Regions from separate parts of the Mus musculus genome. Here all the other regions are linked to region 2. Evidence: chromatin contacts called from public HiChIP or PLAC-seq data. All regions are on one chromosome and are shown on one strand. The core of a region is the stretch at or near the end of the contact, and the rest is flanking DNA. Distances in the headings are between cores, read along the strand shown. Region 1 has its middle 94 kb from the start of Enkur. Region 2 holds the start of Arhgap21 (Rho GTPase activating protein 21). Region 3 has its middle 41 kb from the start of Enkur.

What was found. HiChIP or PLAC-seq counts read pairs in DNA pulled down with a chosen protein or histone mark.
Region 1: an H3K4me3 HiChIP or PLAC-seq map of bone marrow-derived macrophages shows a contact between it and region 2, with 5 times the contacts expected there. The contact joins the enhancer-like site here to the promoter of Arhgap21 in region 2. A contact is called at or near these places in 4 of 39 promoter capture datasets (the 3T3-L1 cell line, cranial neural crest, frontonasal cranial neural crest and 1 more), 1 of 484 Hi-C or Micro-C datasets (the N1E-115 cell line), 12 of 115 datasets of contacts at active chromatin or transcription factors (SST interneurons, bone marrow-derived macrophages, craniofacial prominence and 7 more) and 1 of 9 other capture datasets (adipose tissue).
Region 3: a contact with region 2 is called in an H3K27ac HiChIP or PLAC-seq map of heart atrium, with 6 read pairs. The contact joins the enhancer-like site here to the promoter of Arhgap21 in region 2. A contact is called at or near these places in 3 of 39 promoter capture datasets (HPC-7-derived erythroid cells, macrophages and second pharyngeal arch cranial neural crest), 2 of 484 Hi-C or Micro-C datasets (the AML12 cell line and embryonic fibroblasts), 17 of 115 datasets of contacts at active chromatin or transcription factors (the 230-238 cell line, bone marrow-derived macrophages, craniofacial prominence and 14 more) and 2 of 9 other capture datasets (adipose tissue and liver).

Annotation. Positions count from the first base shown.
Region 1 is chr2:21,110,427-21,113,126 of GRCm38.p6, reverse strand. It overlaps the pseudogene Gm13377. Among named protein-coding and RNA genes, the nearest start is that of Enkur, 94 kb to the left of the region's middle. Within about 2 kb of position 1,411, at least 21 of the 459 cell types and tissues checked have an H3K27ac peak or open chromatin away from gene starts, as enhancers often do. A contact at or near this core is called in bone marrow-derived macrophages, where this site is marked.
Region 2 is chr2:20,966,454-20,969,153 of GRCm38.p6, reverse strand. Arhgap21 (Rho GTPase activating protein 21) reads left to right here and starts at 1,433. Exons shown (of 24, transcript NM_001081364.3): 1 at 1,433-1,824. The coding sequence starts at 1,744. It overlaps Gm13375 (predicted gene 13375), which reads right to left and starts at 280. Exons shown (of 2, transcript NR_033225.1): 1 at 1-280.
Region 3 is chr2:21,163,083-21,165,782 of GRCm38.p6, reverse strand. No RefSeq gene overlaps it. Among named protein-coding and RNA genes, the nearest start is that of Enkur, 41 kb to the left of the region's middle. Within about 2 kb of position 1,367, at least 19 of the 459 cell types and tissues checked have an H3K27ac peak or open chromatin away from gene starts, as enhancers often do. A contact at or near this core is called in adipose tissue and heart atrium, where this site is marked.

The DNA.
Region 1 (2,700 bases), core at 162-2,661, 140 kb before region 2:
ATCATGGAGCTGTGGGAAAAGAAGAGAACTCCTTCCTCTGAGACATAAGCAAGCATGAGAGGGATGCCCCATCCTTCTAGTATGCTGAGTGAACTTGAAGCAAAAAACGTGGATGTAGGAAATAGAGCATAGCATGAAGCAAAACACACAACAGAAACTCAATCCTGAGAACCAGGCAGAAAGGCCAAAGCCAACCAAAGAGGCACAATACTATAGCACCTTGTACTGGGTTTTCCTTTGCCTGCCTACCAAGTACAATGACCCAGCCCCATCTAAGGTCAGTTCTTTTTTTTTTTTTTAACAATTCTGTAGCATTGTGCCAGAAGGTGAGGTAGGAATGGACACCTTAGTTATTAGGAAGGGGTTGCAGAGCCTTGAATCAGGAAGAGCCTTAACCACCAGGGAGTGTGTGTGCTGTAAGTGTTGTTCCTACCAGATGACTCTGGGATTCTGTACAATTTTGTGTGTATGGGTATTTTGTCTACATGTCTATGTACCATGTGTGTACCTGATGACCATGGAGGTCAGAAGAAGGCATTGGGTCCCCTGGTACTGGAATTAAAGATGGTTGTGAGCCATCACATAGGTAGGTGGCTTAAAATCAAACATAGCCGCCTGGAAGAGCAATCAGTTCTCTTAACCACCATCTCTCCAGTCCCCTTGTTCCTTTGTTCTTTATGGTCTAAGCTTAGCATTGCTAGGAACAGTCTTATTACTATTTATTTATTTATTTGTTTGTTCATTCACTTTAGAGCCGATCATGCCCCCCCCCCACAGTCCCTCCTCTCCTCCCAGTCCCACCCTTACAAATTCATCCCCCCTTCTCAAAGAAAGGGAAGCTCCCCTCTCCTCCCCCCACACCCCCCTCGCCACCCTATTGAGACAACCAGTCACAGTAGGCCTACGTGCATCCTATTCCAACGAGGTTGTCCAGTTAGGGGAGGGGGATCCAATGGCCTGCAACTGAGTCAGAGACAGCCTCCACTCCAAGTGTTAGGGCCCACATAAAGACAGGCTAAACATCTGCTATATATGTGTAGGGGGCCTATGTCCAGCCCCTGCATGCTCTTTGGTTGGTGGTTCAGTCTCTCTGAGTAATTTTTAACATGCATTAAAATGTTGAGGATTCATAACTTTCACAGACAAGAATTATTTAATTTTGTCAATTAATTTAATACTCCCTGGCATCATTGTTTACAACTTGTCAGTCTGCCTAGCATTTTTTTTCTCCACATCAATAGAAATGGAACTGAAGAAGATAGTGAATATGAGAAAATCATGCCATAAAATCAGGATGATGGCCAGGGAGGAAAAGGACTTCACAAACCTCCAGGGCCTGCAGCTTGCACCACAGCCAGGACCACAGCAGGCCTGCCTCAGGAAAAGCAGTTGCAGGGAGCAGAGACTGCAGTGACTCAGCAGTTTGTGACTTCAGTGACAAACTTGCTAAAATTTAAAGAAGTAGATCTCAGCTTGTGGACTGAGACCCTTTCTGCAAACCTCTGTCTCCAAAAATACTTACATTACGATTCATTAACAGTAGCAGAATTGCAGTCATGGAGTAGCAACAAAAATAATTTTATGGTTGGAGGTCACAATAACATGAGGAACTGTATTAAAGGGCCGCAGCCCTAGGAAGGTTGAGAACCACTGGTCTAGAGAGAAGTATTGGGTACATGACACCCAGAAGGTCCCTGCTGAAAAACTGGAGTGAGCCAGGCACTGCCTTTAGTTCCAGCACTTAGGAGACAGAGGCAGGAAGATCTCTGAGTTCAAGGCCAGCCTGTTCTACAGAGTGAATGCCAGGACAACCAGGGCTACTCAGAGAAACACTGTCTCAGAAAAACAAAACAAAACAAACAAAAAGAACTGTAATGGGCTTCCCTGCCCTGCCAGCCTGCCTCTAGTTGTGTGGAGAGCATATTATATTTAGGACAGCTAAGAGGCTATGATACACTTCCAAAAGCGTGTATAAAGGCTTCGCTTGATTCCTGTACTCCCCTTGCCCACCACAATCAAAACAGCCAACTATGAAATCTGAGGAATGAAAGTGTATGATGTTGTCTCTCCCCATGTTATAAATTTTAAGCTTAACATTTCTTTAGATTAATTAACTAATTAATGAATTTGTGGTAGTTCTGGAGATCCAGCTCAGGGCCAGCAAGGCAAGTGCTCTGTCACTGAGCTGCTCCCACCTCTGACAATGGCTTTTGCATGCCTGCCCATTCCTACCCACCTCAGACCCCACATCTCTTAGGAAGTGACTTTCCTCCTGTTGTTTCTTTTAATCAGTCACCTATGACATGTTACACTGCATGCAGGGAAATGCTTGCCTATAGAGAGAACATATCTTAGTTTCTGTCTCTATTTAAGGCAAAATCAACCCATAGTAAAATCAACTTCCCAAAAGGTTGTTTTGTTTCACCCTCTTATGGATGTAGGGATTTAACCCAGGGTTTAGTGCTGTCAGGCAAACACCTCTTTATTCCTGTGATAAACACCATGACTGAAAGCAACTTGGGGAGGAACAGGTTTATTTCATCTTAGAGCTGACATGAGCAGCTTTCCACATCACTGAGGGAAACCCAAGCAAGATGGTGGAGACCAGAGCTCAAACAAAGCTATCAGGGGTACAGCTTAATGTTTTGCACCGGACGCTTCTTTATACTACATAGAACCACCTTCCCATGCCTGTCACTG
Region 2 (2,700 bases), core at 184-2,683:
TGGCGAGCACCACCCCTGTCCCGGCCCGTCTTCCTCCTCTAGCTTGGCTCCCGGGGCCGGGTGACTGCAGACCGAAAACTCCTCGCCCCGGAGCGTCCCCCGGGAGGGGAGGGGAAGGAGGTGGGGTAGAAGGAGGTGGATCCAGAAGGAAGGCGCGAGCAGTCCGCCCCCGGGAAGCAGCTCGCGCGCCCGCCGGCCCGGCCAGTCTCGCGCTCGGCGATCGCGGGCGCGGGAGCGTGGGGCCCCGGCCGGCCCGGCCAGGCTTGAGTGCGGCGGCCGCCGCCCCGCCCCACGCCCTCCCGCGGCGCCCAGAGCCCGAGGCTGGCCGGGGCAGGTCGCGGCGCTGCCTGGGAGCCGACCCTTAACCCGCGTTCTCCGTTGCGTGGCCGCTCCTCTCACCGCCTGGGGCTGAAGCGCGGGCCCGCGGAGGCCGCGCCCGCGTGTGTGCAGCGAGGGAGGCCGGGGCACAAAGGCGAGCGGCGGGCGCCGGGGTCCGGCGGGCTGCGGAGGAGGGGCGGCGCCTCATGAATATTAACCGAGCCGCGGCCTAGCGCGCCCCGCCGCGGGCCGAGCTGCCGAGCGGAGCCCTTGCTTCCCGCACGCGCCCCGGCCGCGCTTCCCGGGAGCCCGCGCCGGCGACCCGCCTCAGGAAGGGGCGGAGGAAATAGTGGTAGGTGGGTGGTTTGCTCGTCGCTTTCCCCTCTGCTTCAGGTGGCCGGCGGGGAGGGCGAGCCGGGCTCGGGGGTGGGGGGCCGTAGCCGGGAGCTGAGAGTTGCCGGGGCCGCGGCTCTTCCGAAGCATGCTAGGGATCCGGAGCGGGAGCGGGAGCGGCGCCGCGTCCCACCCGCGGCCGCACGCCTCCCCACCCATCCCCGCCGCGGGCCAAGGAAAACAGCCGTCTCCTTGGGGGCGCGGGCCGGGGCGCAGGGCAGGCTGCCACGGCCGGCCGGAGTCACCCGCGGCCCGGGCGGCCGCCGCCACAGACGCCGCCGAGCCCACGCCCGCCCTGGTCCGAGCTGGCTTTTTGTTTGTTTGTTGGGGAGTTGTAGGGCGTCTGCGAGTCTAACCCGGTGCGGAGAAAACTTCGCTTAAGAGTAGGTGTCCGGGTGCTGCAGAATGAGCCCACTGCCTCGGCGTTGCCCAGGAAATGCAGCACTTGAATCGGGATTTTTTCTCCCCCCTTCTCGAAGGCTTCATAGCAGCCAGGCGTGTTTGACATAGCCACCGGGGCAGTTCTGAGGTCTCGTTCTCTTTCTCTAACCGACCTTCAGGCGTTTTCCTTCTTTTTTAATTGTTGCATGAGAGGATTCACCTTAGTAGACTTTACTTCTTCGTATTGTGGGAGAGGGGGAGCTTGGTCCGGGCTTGTGGCAAGGCTAAAGATCGGCGCCTGGGGAAAGTTCATGTCCTTCATTAACTTCTCCCTGTTCCAGGAAGGCTCTCCGAAAGCTGATTTTTCTCTGGCCTCCGAGTAACACCGCCTGGAAGCGGACCTCTTCTCTCTGCACTTGGCTTCCACCCTACCTGCCAAGGAAACCTGTCGCCCTTGAACTTTAAGACTGGAGAAATGAAGAGGGCTAAGTCTGTTGAAGAAGGTATTTGAAGGGGCTTCCTGCAAATCGTTTTTTTGACCAGTCCTTCATCGCCTCAGAATCTGCTGTGGAATTGCTTCCCGTTTGGTGTGTGGTGGCACTTCTCCAATGTGGACTCCAAAGGATTTGTCCCTTTACAATTTGAAATGAAATGATGGCCACACATTGGACTGGTCTGCCTGAGGAAGATGGTGACAAACTCAAGGCCTGTGGGGCGGCCTCTGCCTGTGAGGTAAGCCAGCTAGCTGGGCGGTGGCTCATGTCTGTGAGCGTGCTGAGAGTACGGGGTCGTCTGCCATTGAGTCGGTCGGTCAGCTGTTTGGTGGCAGCGCCCCAGTTGACCTGGAGGGAGGTGAAACCTGGCCTAGGACTGTTTCTAGGGACTTTAGCGATTAATTAGCAGGGGCAAGTCTGTCTTACATGCCAGAATCCTGGTTACCCTTCTGAGCAGGGGGCAGTCTTCCATGTCTTCCCGAGAAGCCTGAGACCAGTAATATTCAGCATCCATTTTTCCTCCAGTGTTTTGGACACTGGTCAGCTTGGGGCTGGCTTTATGTAACTCTTGTGTGTGTTACATCCTCTGTGGCGAGGGCAGGTGGTACTCTTTGGTGCGGCCGGAATCCAATGTTTTCGACTCAGATGGGAAGGGATCCTGGTTCCTAGTGGTGCCTATAGCAGCTTTGGGTGGGAATCGAAGGCTTCCATGGACGGTTTAGACTCAGTCTTGGAAAACACCTGTGGTGTTGAAATTCCAACCTCCTGGAAATCTTCTGGCTTTGCTGTTCTTTTATTAAGCTCAGTTGGCCCGTATACCGCTGCACGGTTCTGTGGGCTCTTGTGGGTGGCAGGTGCCTTTCACTGAAGTGCAGAGAACGGCTGGCTGAGAAGTTACTTAGGGCTTGTAAAAAAAAAAAAATTTTTTTTTTTTTTTTTGAGCCACCCGAACAGAATTTGTAGAAAATCTGTTCACTTTTGGCATCACTTGCTCTGGTGTCTTTTATTCCTTTATTCCTTGATTTTGAGCTGGTGTACGTGGAGTTTATGTTATGGTTCTATCGTATTTACTTTGTTTTATATAGTTCCTGTAATTTGCTTGTTAAAGGTGCTG
Region 3 (2,700 bases), core at 118-2,617, 200 kb before region 2:
GAATCACAGAAAATTATCTGCATCTGGCAAAATAATGTCTTTCTGCTAATGCCGGAAGCATATCACAGCCATCTGCTGAGAAGCAGCCCCAGATTAAAGCACCTGGGATTAAAATGAAAACATGTTCTTATAATATTTCTCTGTTGCTTTTTTTAAAGAAAACAAAATTCCAAAATTGTCACTACATGTGGCCTTCCAGTATGAGCCTTCCAAGTATCTGGGATTCCAGGCCTGTGCTACCAGGCTCAGCTGAGACTGCACATCTTAAGAGAAGTGGAAACTTTGCTCAAAGTTGGGCATGGTGATCCTACATCTGTGATCCTAGCATTTAGGAAGCCGATGTAAGAGGATCAATACACATTTCAAGCCAGACGACATCATGAGACCCTGCCTCAAAACTACAAAACCAACACAGAAACACCTTGCTCAAAGCCAGCTCTCTGAAGCCTTCCAAAGTGAAACTCTATTTGACGCCTTGACTTGTTCCCAAAGCCTGCAATACATTGCGCCCTGCTCTCTTCTTCAGAGCAAGTCCTATGAGCCATGGTAGGAGCATCCTCTGATGCAGTTTAGTGGAGAGGGTGCTCTGAGAATGGGGTTGACAGGAACTTGGGACTGTATAAGACACCACAAGGCGTCTTTAGTGCTGGGTTAGGTGAGTTCTGGTTTGAACCTTGAGAAGGAAAGCATCTTGCCATCTCCTCAGAGCTAACGCCAGCTTATTTCAGAAAGTGTTGGAATATATAATCAGATAAATTTGACTCCCAACTAATGAGCAACTTGTGTAGCTTGGACATCAGTATGGAAATTTACTACAACAATTATCTTTCCATTCAATGGAGGAACATTTTGTTTCTATAGAAACTGTTCTAGACCCATGTATACTTATATACTGACTATACTTCTGAAGTATGCAGCCCATCCTTATGGGAGTACACATCATCTTGAAAGGGCTTCTTGCCTTCCAATAAACATTGATTTTTTTAAAAAAAAAAAAGATCTTTTTCACTTGATTTCAGAATAAAATAAAACTTTGTTTGTAAGAATTGCTAAGGAAGACTTTCAGGAAATGAGAACCTGGAGTGATTCGGCCCTTTGCAGCTGTCATGAAAGAGTAGCTACTTGGTCCCCAAGTGGTTTCTGGGAACATACGCCCGGTCTCTGCATAGCTGTATTTCTCCCAGACTCTGTATTTTCCAAGCAGCATTGTGTTTGCTGTGTTTGGGACGTTGCTATGCAAAACATTATAAAAGAGTAGGGTTTTTTTTTTTTTTTTTTTTTTCCTGAGGCAATCAAGAGCTGAGCAGATGCAAGCTTAGGATGATACAACCATTTCTTAGAACAGCTTTAGAGATCCTTCGGGAATGGTGTAAGAATGTTCACGATAAGAAGGGATAAAGGCCTAAATTGTCATTCCACGTGACCAAGGTCACGTGCCAGCAGCTTCACAGCTATTGACACCACTTAAGCAGCAGTTTCAAAAACTGCTCTCACTTGGATTTTTGCAAACAAAGGCCTTCTCTATTTTCCTCTTCAAACTCATAGTCTCCATGGGCTAGTCCCTTTATAAGTGATATGGTACAACCTTCTTAAGGCAACAAAATAAATAAACTAAGATTACAGCCTGTGATATTTAAAGGATCATTGCTTTGTTTCTCACGTTATCTTGCTTTTACCCATGAATTTTAATTCCAGTTTTACTACTAGAGATGTACAGATACTGTAGCTATTTGATAGACCTGTTCAGGAAGAACTGTGAGATGTGTGCATTATATCCTGAGCAACATCATTTACAGACAGACACTAAGGTCCAGAGTCTCTACAACCACAGAGACAGCATGAGCGTCCATGAAATTCCCAGGCAAGTGGACGGACCTGGAGGGCATCACCCTGAGTGAGGTAACCCAATCACAAAGGAACTCACACAATATGTACTCACTGATAAGTGGATATTAGCCCAGAAACTTAGAATACTCAAGATATAAGATACAACTTGCGAAACACATGAAACTCGAGAAGAATGAAGACCAAAGTGTGGCTACTTTGCCCCTTCTTAGAATTGGGAACAAAACACCCATGGAAGGAGTTACAGAGACAAAGTTTGGAGCTGAGACGAAAGGATGGACCATCCAGAGACTACCATACCCGGGGATCCATCCCATAATCAGCCTCCAAACACTGACACCACTGCATATGCCAGCAAGATTTTGCTGAAAGGACCCTGATATAGCTGTCTCTTGTGAGACTATGCCGGGGCCTAGCAAACACAGAAGTGGATGCTCACAGTCAGCTATTGGATGGAAAACAGGGCCCCCAGTGGAGGAGCTAGAGAAAGTACCCAAGGAGCTGGGGGGATCTGCAACCCTATAGGTGGAACAACAATATGAACTAACCAGTAGCCCCTGGAGCTCGTGTCTCTAGCTGCATATGTAGCGGAAGATGGCCTAGTCGGCCATCAGTGGGAAGAGAGGCCCATTGGTGGTGTAAACTTTATATGCCTCAGTACAGGGGAAAGCCAGGGCCAAGAAGTGGGAGTAGGGGGGGAGGAGAGTGGGGGAGAGGGCGTGGGAGACTTTTGGGATAGCATTGAAAATGTAAATGAAATAAATACCTAATTTAAAAAAAAAAAAGATTGGGCTGAGGGCTGGACAATGGCTCAGTGAGTGACATCACTGCCTGAAGCAGCATAAGGGTCTAAGT